2 separate regions of the Rattus norvegicus genome follow, and region 2 is linked to region 1. The links are chromatin contacts, called in public Hi-C maps. All regions are on one chromosome and are shown on one strand. Each heading gives the region's core, a stretch centred on a gene start, on an enhancer-like site or on the middle of the called end of the contact. The rest is flanking DNA. Distances are from core to core; before and after follow the strand shown. Region 1 has its middle 17 kb from the start of Otud3. Region 2 holds the start of Htr6 (5-hydroxytryptamine receptor 6).

Region 1 (6,332 bases), core at 3,499-5,998:
CTGAGCCAGTCAAGCAGCAGTACCAGTTACTGGACCCCATTCTGCCTCTGGGCAAGGAGCGATTTGCTCGTGTGGGTATCTGGGTCCGCGTGAATGGTGTTGGCCGTGTGGCTCAAATTTATGCCATCTGACAGCCCATCCCTGGTGGCTTATTACTAAAAGTCTGTGGATAAGCCTCTAAGAAGAAATCAAAGATATTCTTATCCAGTATGATCAGGCTCTGCTTGTAGGTGACCCCTGTTGTTATGAATCCAAAAGTTGGGGTGAGGGGCTGGTACCTCTGTTTGCTTGAAACCAGAAATCCTGCTGATAATCCCATCTCAAGGATCAGGGTTCATCTTTGTAATAAACATCCTACAGTTTTTTTTTTTCCTTTTCTTTTTTTCGGAGCTGGGGACCGAACCCAGGGCCTTGCGCTTGCTAGGCAAGCTCTCTACCACTGAGCTAAATCCCCAATCCCAACATCCTACAGTTTTAATGCTTAAAAAAGAAGAAAGAATTCACAGAAGGGGACCCCCATGCCAAGTATCTGGCTGACTAATAACCAGAAGAAACAGATGAACAGAAGAACAGTGCTAGCTGGACAGCCATCACATGTGTGCATAATTTATCCCATGACAGTTGGGGGCTACCTTGGTGTCTGCCAAAGGAGGGGCTGCTAGGCAAAACCTAGTCTTAAGCATCAATAAACTGTAAACCCATGGTTGGGGCTGGAGAAATGGCTTCAGTGGTAAAGAGCTTGCTGTGTAAGCCCTGAATTCACTCGATCCCCAGGAAACTATGTAAAAAAGCTAAGGATGGTAGCATTCTGTAATCCCAACACTGGGGATCCAGAGACAAGCAGATCCCTGGGGCCGGCTGGCTCTCCAACCTCAAGCATGTATACCTTGCACATGCAAGCGCACATGCATATATGCACGCTCAAGTGTAGTCACACACACACACACACACACACACACACACACACACACACACACAGACACGGAGCTCCAGAGTTAACAATCCACAGTTATATGTGACAAAGTGGACAGGTCTCAAGAAGTGTCAGGAGTGGGCGTGGGGGGACAGGTTGGCTGAGACTTTACAGTTTAATTCCTTTGGGGAAAATTAAAGACAACACAAACAATCGGGGGTTCTGTTTTCAAGTTTCCACCTACATCCAAGTAAAGGAGGGAAGAGAAATTGCTTGCATTTGCACCGGATCTGTCAGGGCTGGTGTTGGTGGCCAGACGGAAGAACAGAACCAGACCTAGAGGATGGAGGGGAAGGAGGGGGGGAAAAAGTGATAAAATAAAACAAAGTAACAAAATAACAAAATAAAAACAAACGAATGGTTTTTTTTTCTCCAGTTGTCCAATTAAGGCAACCACAACAGCAGTCACCTGATTGAATTCAAAGACAGGTGAGCCATACACCCTTTGGCAGGAGCCTATCAAGTATCCCGGTTAAATTTGCATTTCTGAGAAATGCCTCGTCGTAAAGTTTATCAGGTTATTGTTGTTGGTAACTTGGTCCCTCATTCCTTTGATGACATCTCTAGGTGAACCCTGGCACTAACTCTATCTGTGTCACTAGATATGGCCAAGGCTCGGCCCTCAGCAGGACTGTAAGTGATAAGGGTCTCTCTGGCCCTTTCTAGTAATAACCATTCCTGATATGCGTTTAACCCAGGCGATGTGAAAGTCCCATTCTTTGGAGCATTCCGAGAGGCAGGGAGAGAGCTGGCAATGGGAAATCATGGGCGTGATTGCCCTTCCAACCTTGGTGCACACGTGATCACAGCACACGTGAGGTTGAAGCAGGAGGGATGGCAGGTTTGGACCCAGCCTGTTTCACATTGAGACTGGATCTCAAAACCTCAGTCTTCATGAAGTCTCGGTTCTGGGGTTAAGTGGTTGCTTCCCTTCTAAGCCTTTGGGTTTCCATCAATAGAAATGGGAGAGAAAGGAGAAGCCAGATCCCTCACAGGGTCATGATAAGAGAAGAGGACCAGGAGGGGGCCAAGGAGTGCAGCCACTGTATACACATATGACACATGAGTAAAAAAAAGTACAGAACAGGAGAGCAAGTCAATGGCCAAGTCAATACCATGAAATTGATCGTACCGTGCTGGGCACATGATAATCAATAATGCCAATTATCATTGAAGATTTAAATAAGGCTCTGTGCTTAAGTAAACTGCAGTCATTCACAGGGCCATACACACAACAGTAATAAAACACTGAGCAATACAGTGAGGGAGAGGAATATGGAAGAAAGAAATGCAACTTTCACTTCTGTGCCCAGCACTGAGGAAAGTCATGACAGAAATTCAAACTGGAACCTGGGAGCAGGAACTGGAGAAGGCATGGAGGAAAAGTATTCATGGCTTGTTCTCCGTGGCTTGCTTGTTCAGCCTGCTTTCCGATAGCACCCTAGACCACTCCTCCTAACCCTTCCTAAGTTTGGGTGATTCCGTATTTGCCTCTTCAGATTTAAGTGTTCAACAGATAGAATTGGGTACTGTATTTTGGAGGCCTCTTATGGGTTAAGGTGTTAGCAAGCAAACAGTGGGGAATGTCCCCTAAACTTCTCCCAAAATATCTCTTCTCTCTCTCTCTCTCTCTCTCTCTCTCTCTCTCTCTCTCTCTCTCTCTCTCTCCCCTCCCTCCCTCTCTCCCTCTCCCTCCCTCCCTCCCTCCCTCCCTCTCTCTCTCTCTCTCTCTCTCTCTCTGATATGTACATATGAAAGAAAAAAACTGTAGCTATTGAGCTTCCTTCCTAGAAGCCTTTACCTCAGGAGAGGGTTTTACCTCAGGAGAGGAGGGTTTTACCTCAGGAGAAGGTTTTACCTCAGGAGAGGGTTTTACTTCAGGAGAGGGTTTTACCTTAGGAGAGGGTTTTACCTCAGGAGAAGGTTTTACCTCAGGAGAGGGTTTTACTTCAGGAGAAGGTTTTACCTCAGGAGAAGGTTTTACCTCAGGAGAGGGTTTTACTTCAGGAGAGGGTTTTACCTCAGGAGAAGGTTTTACCTCAGGAGAGGGTTTTACTTCAGGAGAAGGTTTTACCTCAGGAGAGGGTTTTACCTCAGGAGAGGGTTTTGCTTCTTTGGATGTGGAAAGAGACAGCTCTAACCGTGTTTGCAGTCAGAGTGCCCTGTCAGAAAACAAGGTCTACTGGGGCAAGGTTGTTCCAGCAGCCAGGCCACTGAGGCTGACTTCATGTGCCATGGAGACCATCTCAAAGGGTGGGCCTCTGTGCTGAGTGTCTCTGTGCTTCATCCCGAGGTGAGATGGGGATGGCCCTCCCCGGAGCTGCCCCTCGACAGCAACTGAACTTCCCGCACCGTTGGAAAGAGAAGAACAGTAAAGTGACCCGTGGACACGAGCCTAGCTCTTGGCTGTCTGGATGGCGGGATGGGTGTTCCCAAGTGTGTCCAGGTTGTCATGTCAACCTGCACGTCAGTCAGTCTGCAACTACGCTGCTGTTTTCGGAGAGATCCCCTGCTCTCCCTAGCGTCCTTTGATCTGGGGGTTCAGCTTCATGGCTGTGACTGCTTTTCTATTCTTTATGTTTACATGTTCACGTGTGGGGTACATTGTGTGTGTAGATGTGTTTGCGCTCATGTATAGGTAAGGGTCCCCCCCAAATCTGGGGAGATCTTGTATGTGTGGGTGTGTGTCAGAGACAAGAGTGGCACTTTTCGTGGAAGTCCTCAGAACGTTTAGAAGTGCATTTTGGCCAGGTGGCGCCTCTATTCCCAGTGCTCAGGAGGCAGAGGCAGTGAGTTTAATGCCAGCCTAGTCTGCAGAGTAATTTCCAGGACAGCCAAGGCTGCACAGAGAGACCCTGTCTCAAAAACAAAAACAAAAACAAAAACAACCAAGTACATTTTGAAGCCATACATATGTTTTTATACAAGGTTTGTGTGTGTGTGTGTGTGTGTGTGTGTGTGTGTGTGTGTGTACGTGTGTGTACACGCCCTACCACGGTCCTTGTGAGGGATTCAGAGAACAACTTTCAGAAATCAGTTTTCTCCTTCCTCCCTATGGATCCCGGGAATCAAACTTGAGTCATGAGTTTAGCACCAGACACCTTTACCCACGGAGCCATCTTGAGGATTTTAGAGGTACATCTCATGTTGGGCAAGGAAGACAATGGAGTATCTTGGACTTCAAAGTGTCTGCTGAGGGCTGGAGAGATGGCTCAGGGGTTAAGAGCACTGGCTGTTCTTCCAGAGGTCCTGAGTTCAAGTCCCAGCAACCACGTGGTCGCTCACAACCATCGGTAATGGAATCCGATGCCCTCTTCTGGCACACTGCTGTACGTGCAGATGGAGCAATCAAAATAAACAAGTAGCTCTTTAAAACAAACAAACAAACAAACAAACAAACAAACAAACAAACTGCTGTTTCCTGACCAGACAGATACCTCCAAGCCTTGGTTCCTAATCTGGGAGTGAGTTAGGAATAATCCTTAGAGAATCCGGAGGGGTTACAAGAAAGTGCTTGAAGTGGGTCACAGAGGCACCCGTGTCACCTTGAGTTATCCATGCCCAACAAACTTATGATGAGCGTTTCTCATCCCCCCCCCCCCAACTCTCCCGGGATCCCTGGTCTTCTTTGCATTTTGCTTAGAAGTGGCGTCCTCTGGAAAATCCCCCTGCTGCAGGCGGCTTCCAGAGTTGGGGGCGGGTGTTGGATTCTGATCTCTGGAGATGATTCACCTGCTCGGGCTGCGAACTGGCAAAGTGGGTAACAATAAAGTCTTTCTCTGATACTGACCCGCCCTTGACTTCTCATTTATGGGGCTGGCAAGAAGGCTGCTCGGTCTGTAGGCGTTCTGATCTCATGAAGATAACCATACGGCAGAGGCAAGGATGGCGAAGTTTGCCGAACTGGACATCGAGCTCCAGAGAAATCCCTCCCTATTCCTGGAACCGAAGGCTTTGCTGTCATGAGACTCAACGCACACGTGGGGTAAAAGTATGGAGGTTGGTGCTAGAAAAGCAAGAGTCCCCGGATGGATGGTTACGTCTGAATCCATGTGGTGGGACAGATGATTCTCATGTCCTTGGCTTTTGTTTAACACTTTACTGTGTTGTGGTGTGTGTGTGCTTTGTGTGTGTATGTGTGTCTGAACACACATGTTAATAAACATGCATCTAACCCCCACCCGTTCCCAGACATCATGAATAGAAAGAAATTCATATTTGGATATTTAGTGATGAAACCTCTCTGATGACTCCATATTTTTGGGATATCCTTCCACAGTGCCCGTTCTAGTCAAATGTTATCCGCCATTCAAAACTAATAATAAATGTCCCTCCTCTTCCTCCTCCCAGGCCTGAGTGAGGAGGCCCGTCTCTTGGTTCCCACAACACCCTTGTCTTGGGTTTTCTTTCTTGTGCCTTACAATGGCTTCTTTATCTCTCTGTCTTTTCCTTTTCTTTACTCTTAGCAGTACATCCCGACTACAGTTTCCTCTCCCCTGCTCCAAGTCTCCCCTCCCCTTCCCCAGACCCAGGTGCTCCTCTGCACCTTCAGAAAAGAGCAGACCTCTCAGTCCTGTCAACCCGACACAGCATAACAAGATGCAAAAAGACTAGGTCCAAATCCTCCTATTAAGGCTGGACGGGGGGGGGGGGGGGGGGGGGTTGGGGATTTAGCTCAGTGGTAGAGCACTTGCCTAGCAAGTGCAAGGCCCTGGGTTCGGTCCCCAGCTCCGGAAAAAAAAAAAAGAAAGAAAAAAAAAAACAAAAAAGGCTGGACCAGGCAACCCATTAGGAGGAAAAGAGTCCCGTGAGCAGGCAAAAGAGTCACAGACACCCCACTCCCACTGTTAGGGGTCCAACAAAAAACCCCAAGCCAAACAGCTACAGCATGTGTGCAGGGTCTAGTGCAGATCCATGCGGGCTCCATGATGGCGCCTCCATGTCTGTGGGTCCCTGTGAGCGCTACTTAGCTGATTCTGTGGGCCGTGTTCTCCTGGTGTCCTCGACAATCCTTCCTGCGCCTCTTCTGTTGGGTTCTCCGAGAATCTCCTAATGTTTAGTGGTCAGTCTCTGCATCTGTCTGCTCCCATCAGTTACAGTAGGAAGGCTCTCTGACTATCGAGTTCGGCACCGATCTGCGAATAGAGCAGGGAATCATTAGGAATCATTTCTTTGAGGTTCTTTTTGGCTTTGTTTGTTTTGTTTTGGTTTGGTTTTGGTCAGTCATGTTTGGTTCCTCCCTAGGTCTCCGACCCATCCAGCTTCCGGATCCCAGTGCCCCGACCCCCTCACGATTAGATCAGCCATTGGCTGGCCACTCCTGCAATCTCTGAGCCACCATTCCCCTCAGCACATCTTT
Region 2 (7,430 bases), core at 1,848-4,347, 130 kb before region 1:
ATCACGTTTTGGGGACTCAGTGGTTAGGAGCACTGGCTGTTCCTACAGATGACCCAGGTTTAGTTCCCAGGGACCACGTGGTGGCTCAAACCTGTTCCAGGGAATCTGACGCCCTCTTCTGGCATTCCATGGCACTACATTATGCAGTGTACACATATTCCCACAGGCAAAACACCCAAACGAAAAAAATAAAAGTAGGTAAGTAAGTAGATAGATAGATAGATAGATGATAGGTAAATAGATGATAGGTAGATAGATGATAGATAGATTGATGGGTAGATAGGTAGGTAGATAGATGATAGATAGATAGGTACACAGACAGACAGATAGATGATGGATAGATAGATAGATGATAGGTAGATAGATAGATGATAGGTAGATAGATGATAGATAGATGATAGATGACAGATAGGTAGACAGCCAGCCAGAGGATGGATAGATAGATAGGTAGGTAGACAGACAGACAGATAGATAGGTGATGGATAGATAGACAGACAGATATATAAAATGGTCATGTTTTGTGAGATGTGAAGAGACGGCTCAAACAGCCATCCCATTTGCATCTCTGCTATCTGATATCACAGCATGGAGAACTGAAAGGTCTTCCACAGCCCAGCATGGTGGTGATGCCTGTAACCCAGTCCTCAGGAAACCAAACTGGAAAATGGAAAATCTGAGGCTAACCTGGGCTACATAATGAGATCCTGTCTCAAAAAAAAAAAAAAAAAAAAAGAAAGAAAAGAAAAGAAAAGAAAGAAAGAAAGAAAAACAAGCATGGGAGTGAATGAAACAAACACATGCAAATAAGGCCCACGCAGAAGAGACGCTGAGCTCAAAGATGCCTGCAGTTAAAGCTCAGGACCTTATGGGATCCATCCCTCAACCCCATACGATAGGAGAGAATGCTTGAAAGTTCTCTCCTCTTCCACACACATGCACACAGGCACACACCACACCACACACACACACACACACACACACACACACTTCCAAGAGAAAACAAACCCTTTGCCACAGGATTGGAGAGATGGCTCAGTGGTTAGGAACAGTGGCTGCTTTTCCGGAGAACCTGTTTGAGTCCCAGCACCCACACGGCAGCTCACAACCATTTCTAACTCCAGTCCCAGGGGATCCGATGCTCTCTTCTGGCCTCCATAGGCACAAGACATACACGCAGGCAAGCAATCATAGGCAGGAGAGAAAAAAAGAAGAAAAAAAGAGAAACCTTTGCCACATTTACAGGTCAAGTAGCAGATTGTGACTGTGAACCCAGATCACCGGGCCCCAAATGTATCGACTGCTGCTGGTGTTAGGCATCTCTGGGCTATGGGGGCACCTCAGGGCCAAACACCAGTGAAGCCGACAGCTAGCACTGACACAGGACCGTTAAGCTGTCAGACCACGCAGTGTCATCTAATCTCCCCTGACACTCAGTGAGTCAGACATGGAATTCTGCTAACGGTGGCTGAAGAGGAAAGAAGACCGAAGGGTCAGCTGCCACTGGCCCTGAATGTGCAGAGTTTACTGAGCAGCGGAGCTGGGGTCTCAAGCCGGTCTCTGAGTCTCCATCCAGGGACGACCTTCTGTTCCTCGGGTTACCCAGTGTGGAGTGAGGGATAGGGATGTCTTTTGCGAGCTGCCGCTGACTCCACCCACCTTTGGGCATGAGTGGATACCGTGACAGGACAGTTAACGCCTTCTTTCTGGCATTTATATTTCTGGCATATATATCCTGGCTTTAGAGTTGGGGGTAGGAATCTGGGTAGAGATATTCCAGGACAAACCAAGGCCATGAACGCAGTGGGCTCTTCTAAGTGGGAGGTATTTCCATTTCGGAAAAGACATCCACCAGGTTCTCTTCATATTGCTGTACATTTTCTCTCTCCCTCGTCCTCTTCCTCCTTCTCCTCCTTTTCCTATAAAAATGGCCACTTTACGTTTCCGTTGAGCGTTTCTTGCCCGTTTCCTTGGCTAGAATAGAAGTTCACCAATGGGAAGCATCATCTAATGTAGTCTAGATGGTCCAGAGCAGTACCTGGTACCTACTAGGTGTGAAGAAAACTTGGTCATCACTAGGAGGCGCTATACCCTGCCCCCGTTTGCAGCGGCTTCCCTTCTAATGGCTTGGAGATTCCCAAATCTCACACTGAGACTTGGAGTGCCAACAGGTCAGGGACGGGGACCTTCACCAAAATCACTCAGTGTTGTTGGAGAACGGATGGGGGGAACTCAAAGGTGAAGAGTGGCAGAAATTATTTACCCATTGTATAGATCCAGAAACTGAGGCTCAGAAGGCTCTCTAACGGCTTGCTCGGTATTTTCCAGCTGACTCCCCTTGAAAGCGTGGTGACTCTCACAGTGAGTGGCCCGACCCCCCCACTGGGGAGCAGTCTCCAGGTACATACAGGTCACGTCCCCCTTCCTTGAGTTCTGCCTGCGCCATCACATGTGGGCAGGGAAGCCGCAGGCGGAGGTGTGGGGACTGCGGGCTCCCGGGAGCGCTCGGAGCATCCTTCTCCAGGCCTTGGGTACCATGACCCGGCTCGCCTGCTAGAGGGGCTCGGCTCTGCCCGCCCACCGCGGGGCGGGGCGCACCCTCGGAGCCTCCGGGATCGCGCGTGGCAGAAGCGTCGCGGGCTCCTGCGCGCTGTCTCCCGGGCTCGGGAGCCCTATGTCCGCCGCGCCACCAGCCGCCTCCTGTAGTCTCCAACCCCGCGGCGCTTGCCGCAGTCGCCGGCAGCGGATCACCGGCGAGCGCCCAGGTAGGGAGCGCGGGCGGGAGGCGGCCAGGCGAGCCGGCGCGGCTGGGAGGGCGGAGCGCCGCGCTGCGCTCTTCTGCCAGCCCTCTTTCCCCGGCCAGGTCTGGCCCGGCCCGGTCCGCGGCCTCCGGTACCGGGGATCCTGCGGTGCCTCAAGGCGAGAGGAGACCTGCTTTCCGTCTCCGGGCTGCGCTTCTGCTCTTGGGCCACCCCATTGCAACCCCCACGCGCGACAGCTGGTGATCTAACGTACTCACACGCCCACCCTTCTCGGAGAGACTGCCCCGGCCGGAAGGCGGGAGTTCGGCTCCTGCTCCCACATCCCCAGCTGTGCCCCTAGCCAGGAACCCCACCCCCATCTTATGGCATCCCCGGTGGCCCTATTCCATCCCAGGGCTCTCATCCAGCCCCAAGCTAACTTTCATTGACTCGTCACATCAGTACCCCTCCCCAAACTTCTTACCCGAGTACTCCAGGTGGCCCTGCCGTAGGAGGCACCCCTACAACTCCTCCCGATCTCTTGAAATCGCTGCTCGATGACCTAAGAACCCCGTTTTGCCAATACTACTCTAAGGTGCAGCTTCCTTTCTCCTCCTTTGCCTTCACCCTGTACCTGCAGTCACCATATCCCGTCTTGGTCCTCAACCCAGTCCCCATGGTTCCAGAGCCAGGCCCTGTCAACAGTAGCACCCCAGCCTGGGGTCCCGGGCCACCGCCTGCTCCGGGGGGCAGCGGCTGGGTGGCTGCCGCGCTGTGCGTGGTCATCGTGCTGACAGCAGCCGCCAATTCGCTGCTGATCGTGCTCATTTGCACGCAGCCCGCGCTGCGCAACACGTCTAACTTCTTTCTGGTGTCGCTCTTCACGTCGGACTTGATGGTGGGGTTGGTGGTGATGCCCCCAGCCATGCTGAACGCGCTGTATGGGCGCTGGGTGTTAGCTCGAGGCCTCTGTCTGCTTTGGACTGCCTTCGACGTGATGTGCTGCAGCGCCTCCATCCTCAACCTCTGCCTCATCAGCCTGGACCGCTACCTGCTCATCCTCTCGCCGCTGCGCTACAAGCTGCGCATGACAGCCCCGCGAGCCCTGGCGCTCATCCTGGGTGCCTGGAGCCTCGCGGCGCTTGCCTCCTTCCTACCCCTCTTGCTGGGCTGGCACGAACTGGGCAAAGCTCGAACACCTGCCCCTGGCCAGTGCCGCCTATTGGCCAGCCTGCCTTTTGTCCTCGTGGCGTCCGGCGTCACCTTTTTCCTGCCTTCGGGTGCCATCTGCTTCACCTACTGCAGGATCCTTCTGGCTGCCCGCAAGCAGGCGGTGCAAGTGGCCTCGCTCACCACGGGCACGGCTGGCCAGGCCTTGGAAACCTTGCAGGTACCCGGGGTGGGTTTGGGAGACCTGGTTTTTGGGATGGGGAGAAATAAACCTCCATTAGACCAGTGGGTGACTGCCTCATAGTAAGCGCTGGCTGCTAATCCTACAAGGCTGCGGCTATGCCTTTCTAATGAATTTCAAGGACTGACTGTGCCGAGATATGCGGACTGTGGTGAGCTGTTAAACGTGGATGTGGAGGAGGAAGCTGGCATGCTTCTCCATGACAGGCACCATCCTGTATCACATGTGGGAAACTTAGAAAGCATCCTCTCTTGTCCTAGCCACTGTCACCTTTCACCAGGCAGCCTTTGATAGACTTCTCTCTCCCACTGCAGTCCAGTTTCCCAGTTGGAGCCAGAGACACTGAAAAGAAGGTGGTTGTGTTGCTTTCCTGCTACAAACCTAGCTCTCCACAAGGCAAAAACCCACCTCAGAATATGGCCTGAGGATGCTTCTGGGCCGAACTCTAACCCTCCCTTTCTCCTTTCTCCCTCTTTTCTTCTCTGTCTACCAGCCTCAGGGCCCAGAGGACAGTCCTCAAAGTTGCCAAGCATAACTCTGTGCCAAGATTTCTGGCCTTACTTTGAGAGGGGGCCTCTCAGAGCTTCGGCTGGTTCCAAATTCACTATGTAGCTGAGGGTGATCTCGAACCGATGATCTTCCTGCCTCTGCCTATAGTGTTGACACTATAGGTGTGCACCGCCATGCCTGGCTTCAGCTCTCTGTGTTTGCTGTTCCCTCTGCCTCAACGCCTCTCCCTGAAGCTGCTCTTGCTAACTTCAGCAAACTTCTTCCTAGGCTGACCCTGACCTCTGGGTCTGAATGTTCACTGCCTTCCTGACGCCGTTGCCATCGTGTTGATTCAGCCATACTGGCTCCCTGGCTCGGGGCTGTGTGAGGCTAGGTCAGATTTGGCCTCTAGTACACATAGTTCAATAGTTACTTGTGAGTGGGGGCAGCCCCCTTAGCTCAAGCAAGCATGGCTGCTCTTGCCAAACAGGTAGCACTGGGGTCCTGGCTGAGGTCTACCCTGGCCAGCAAGATGGAGGCTCCCTAGACTTGAGCTCCTGGTAAAGGTCGCAGCTGCTCTCTGCAAGGACATCTTGTAGTCTCAGGTGAAGGAGGTTCTTGGAGGTTGGTAGCCGTGGGGTGAGGTTGGTAGTCTTGGGGTCACTGAGTGGCAAGAAACTTGGGTGAGGTAAAAAGATAGCAGCCCCAAGACCTGATCTTCCCAAGTCCGCTCATTTAGGACAGTGGCATCATGAGTGGACAGGCGTCCTGCCTCTGTTCCCAAGCTGTCTGTGGTCTTGATACAGTCAGGATAGATGTAGGCCTTCCACACTCTTTCCTTAGAACTTTGGTATTTTCTTTTGGTTTTCCTTTTAATTATTTATTAGTACACTGTAGCTGTCTTCAGACATGACAGAAGAGGGCATCAGATCCCAGTACAGATGGTTGTGAGCCACCATGTGGTTGCTGGGAATTGAACTCAGGACCTCTGGAAGAGCAGACGGTGCTCTTAACCATGGAGCCATCTCTCCAGCCCTCTTTTGGTTTTTCAAGACAGGGTTTCGCTGCGTAGTTCTGGCTGTCCTGAAACTTGCCCTGTAGACCAGGCTGGCCTCGAACTCAGAGATCTGCCTGCCTCTGCCCCCTAAGTGCTGGGACTAAAGGTATGTGCCACTGCTTCCGCCACTGGTGTTTTCCTTTTTCTGTAAAGACTTACTTCATTCCAGCTTGGTGATTTGCTCCTGCCTTGTCACAATTTCACTGACTTTTCCATTTGTTGGCCTGAGGCTAAAGAGGTGACCACACCTGTTTCTCACCTATGTGAATTTCCTGGTATCTGAGGCTGGTGGCTTCTCCTCAGGAACCCCAAAATTGAGTGAGCTACACGTCAGTGTTTGAGATGTAAACAGATAATATCTGATGTCTCCACATAGTAAGGGATTGTTTCTTACCCTGCAAAGATGTCAGATGCCTCAGTGGTTAAGAGAGCTTGCTGCAAAGTCACGAAGACTGGAGTCTGGATCCTGGCACTCACGTGGAACCGGGCATCCCCATAAACACTCGTGACTCCAAGGCATTGGGGTTTGTCTCCTGGATTCTGTGCACGTGAGGGTGAGCATGCAAGAACACTCATGCACACACTCATGCACACACTCATGCACACACTCATGCACACACTCATGCAAACACTCATGCAAACACTCATGCACACACTCATGCACACACTCATGCACACACTCATGCACACATACATGCACACACTCATGCACACACTCATGCACACACTCATGCACACACTCATGCACACATACATGCACATGTATACACACCTATTTTTTTTTAAAAGATAAAGGTGGGTATAGGCACTTGCCACCTAGCCTGGAGACCCAAATTTTATCCCTGGGAACTACATGGTAGAAGGAAAAAAAACTCACTTCCATTCATGTCCTCTGACCTCTGCCTGTGTGCATGGCGCTGCACGGCTGCTCCTGGGACACCTCAGATCCCTTCTGTGTGAGGTGTGAGATGGCTTGTACACACACACACACACACACACACACAGAAAGAGAGAGAGAGAGAGAGGCAGAGAGAGAGAGAGGCAATATTAAGTCCAAATGGAAGCTCCTGAGTTCTTGAAGATGTTGATCGACTGTGGCACAGGCTTCCCAGGGTCTACCACTGAGCTCCACCTTGCTCTCAGAAATGTGGGGTGGAGGGTGGGGCATCTCTCCTACCGCATCTTTTTAAGCCCCGTCTTTTTATTTCCACGAATGCGTTCAGTTTTCTTTCTTTCCTTCTTTCTTTCTTTCTTTCTTTCTTTCTTTCTTTCTTTCTTTCTTTCTTTCTTTCTTTCTTTTTTTTCTGGAGCTGGAGACCAAACCCAGGGCCTTGTGCTTGCTAGGCAAACGCTCTACCACTGAGCTAAATCCCCAACCCCCACGAATGTGTTCAGAAAGAAAAGTTCCTATCTCTTCCAAAAAAGAAACACCAGTAACCCTCGCCACAGGCAGTCGTAGGAAACACAGGACAGGGACTTTGGAGGCCCCAGCGGTGTCACTACAGTGCTTTTGTGTGTCCGTTATGCCCGGAGCCTGAGGCCAGCTTTCTCATTATGAGTTGGGAGAGGGTTCTTAGGAACGAAGAACATGTTCTCTGCTGCTGGAAGACGGCTTGCAGCTCACACCCTACATTATTAGTTTTAAATTTTAATTTATTATTATTATTATTATTATTATTATTATTATTATTATTATTATTATTTGGGGAGGTGTTTCAAGACAGGGTTTCTCTGT

What was found. Hi-C and Micro-C count contacts between places; a contact is called where the count stands out from the background.
Region 2: a contact with region 1 is called in a Hi-C map of Schwann cells, with 7 times the contacts expected there. The contact joins the promoter of Htr6 here to the enhancer-like site in region 1. A contact is called at or near these places in 11 of 12 Hi-C or Micro-C datasets (the A7r5 cell line, the Rat2 cell line, Schwann cells and 6 more) and 1 of 1 datasets of contacts at active chromatin or transcription factors (oligodendrocytes).

The regions. Positions count from the first base shown.
Region 1 is chr5:156,459,032-156,465,363 of GRCr8, reverse strand. No RefSeq gene overlaps it. Among named protein-coding and RNA genes, the nearest start is that of Otud3, 17 kb to the right of the region's middle. Within about 2 kb of position 4,748, at least 1 of the 93 cell types and tissues checked has an H3K27ac peak or open chromatin away from gene starts, as enhancers often do. A contact at or near this core is called in Schwann cells, where this site is marked.
Region 2 is chr5:156,590,814-156,598,243 of GRCr8, reverse strand. Htr6 (5-hydroxytryptamine receptor 6) reads left to right here and starts at 3,097. Exons shown (of 3, transcript NM_024365.2): 1 at 3,097-4,128. The coding sequence starts at 3,415.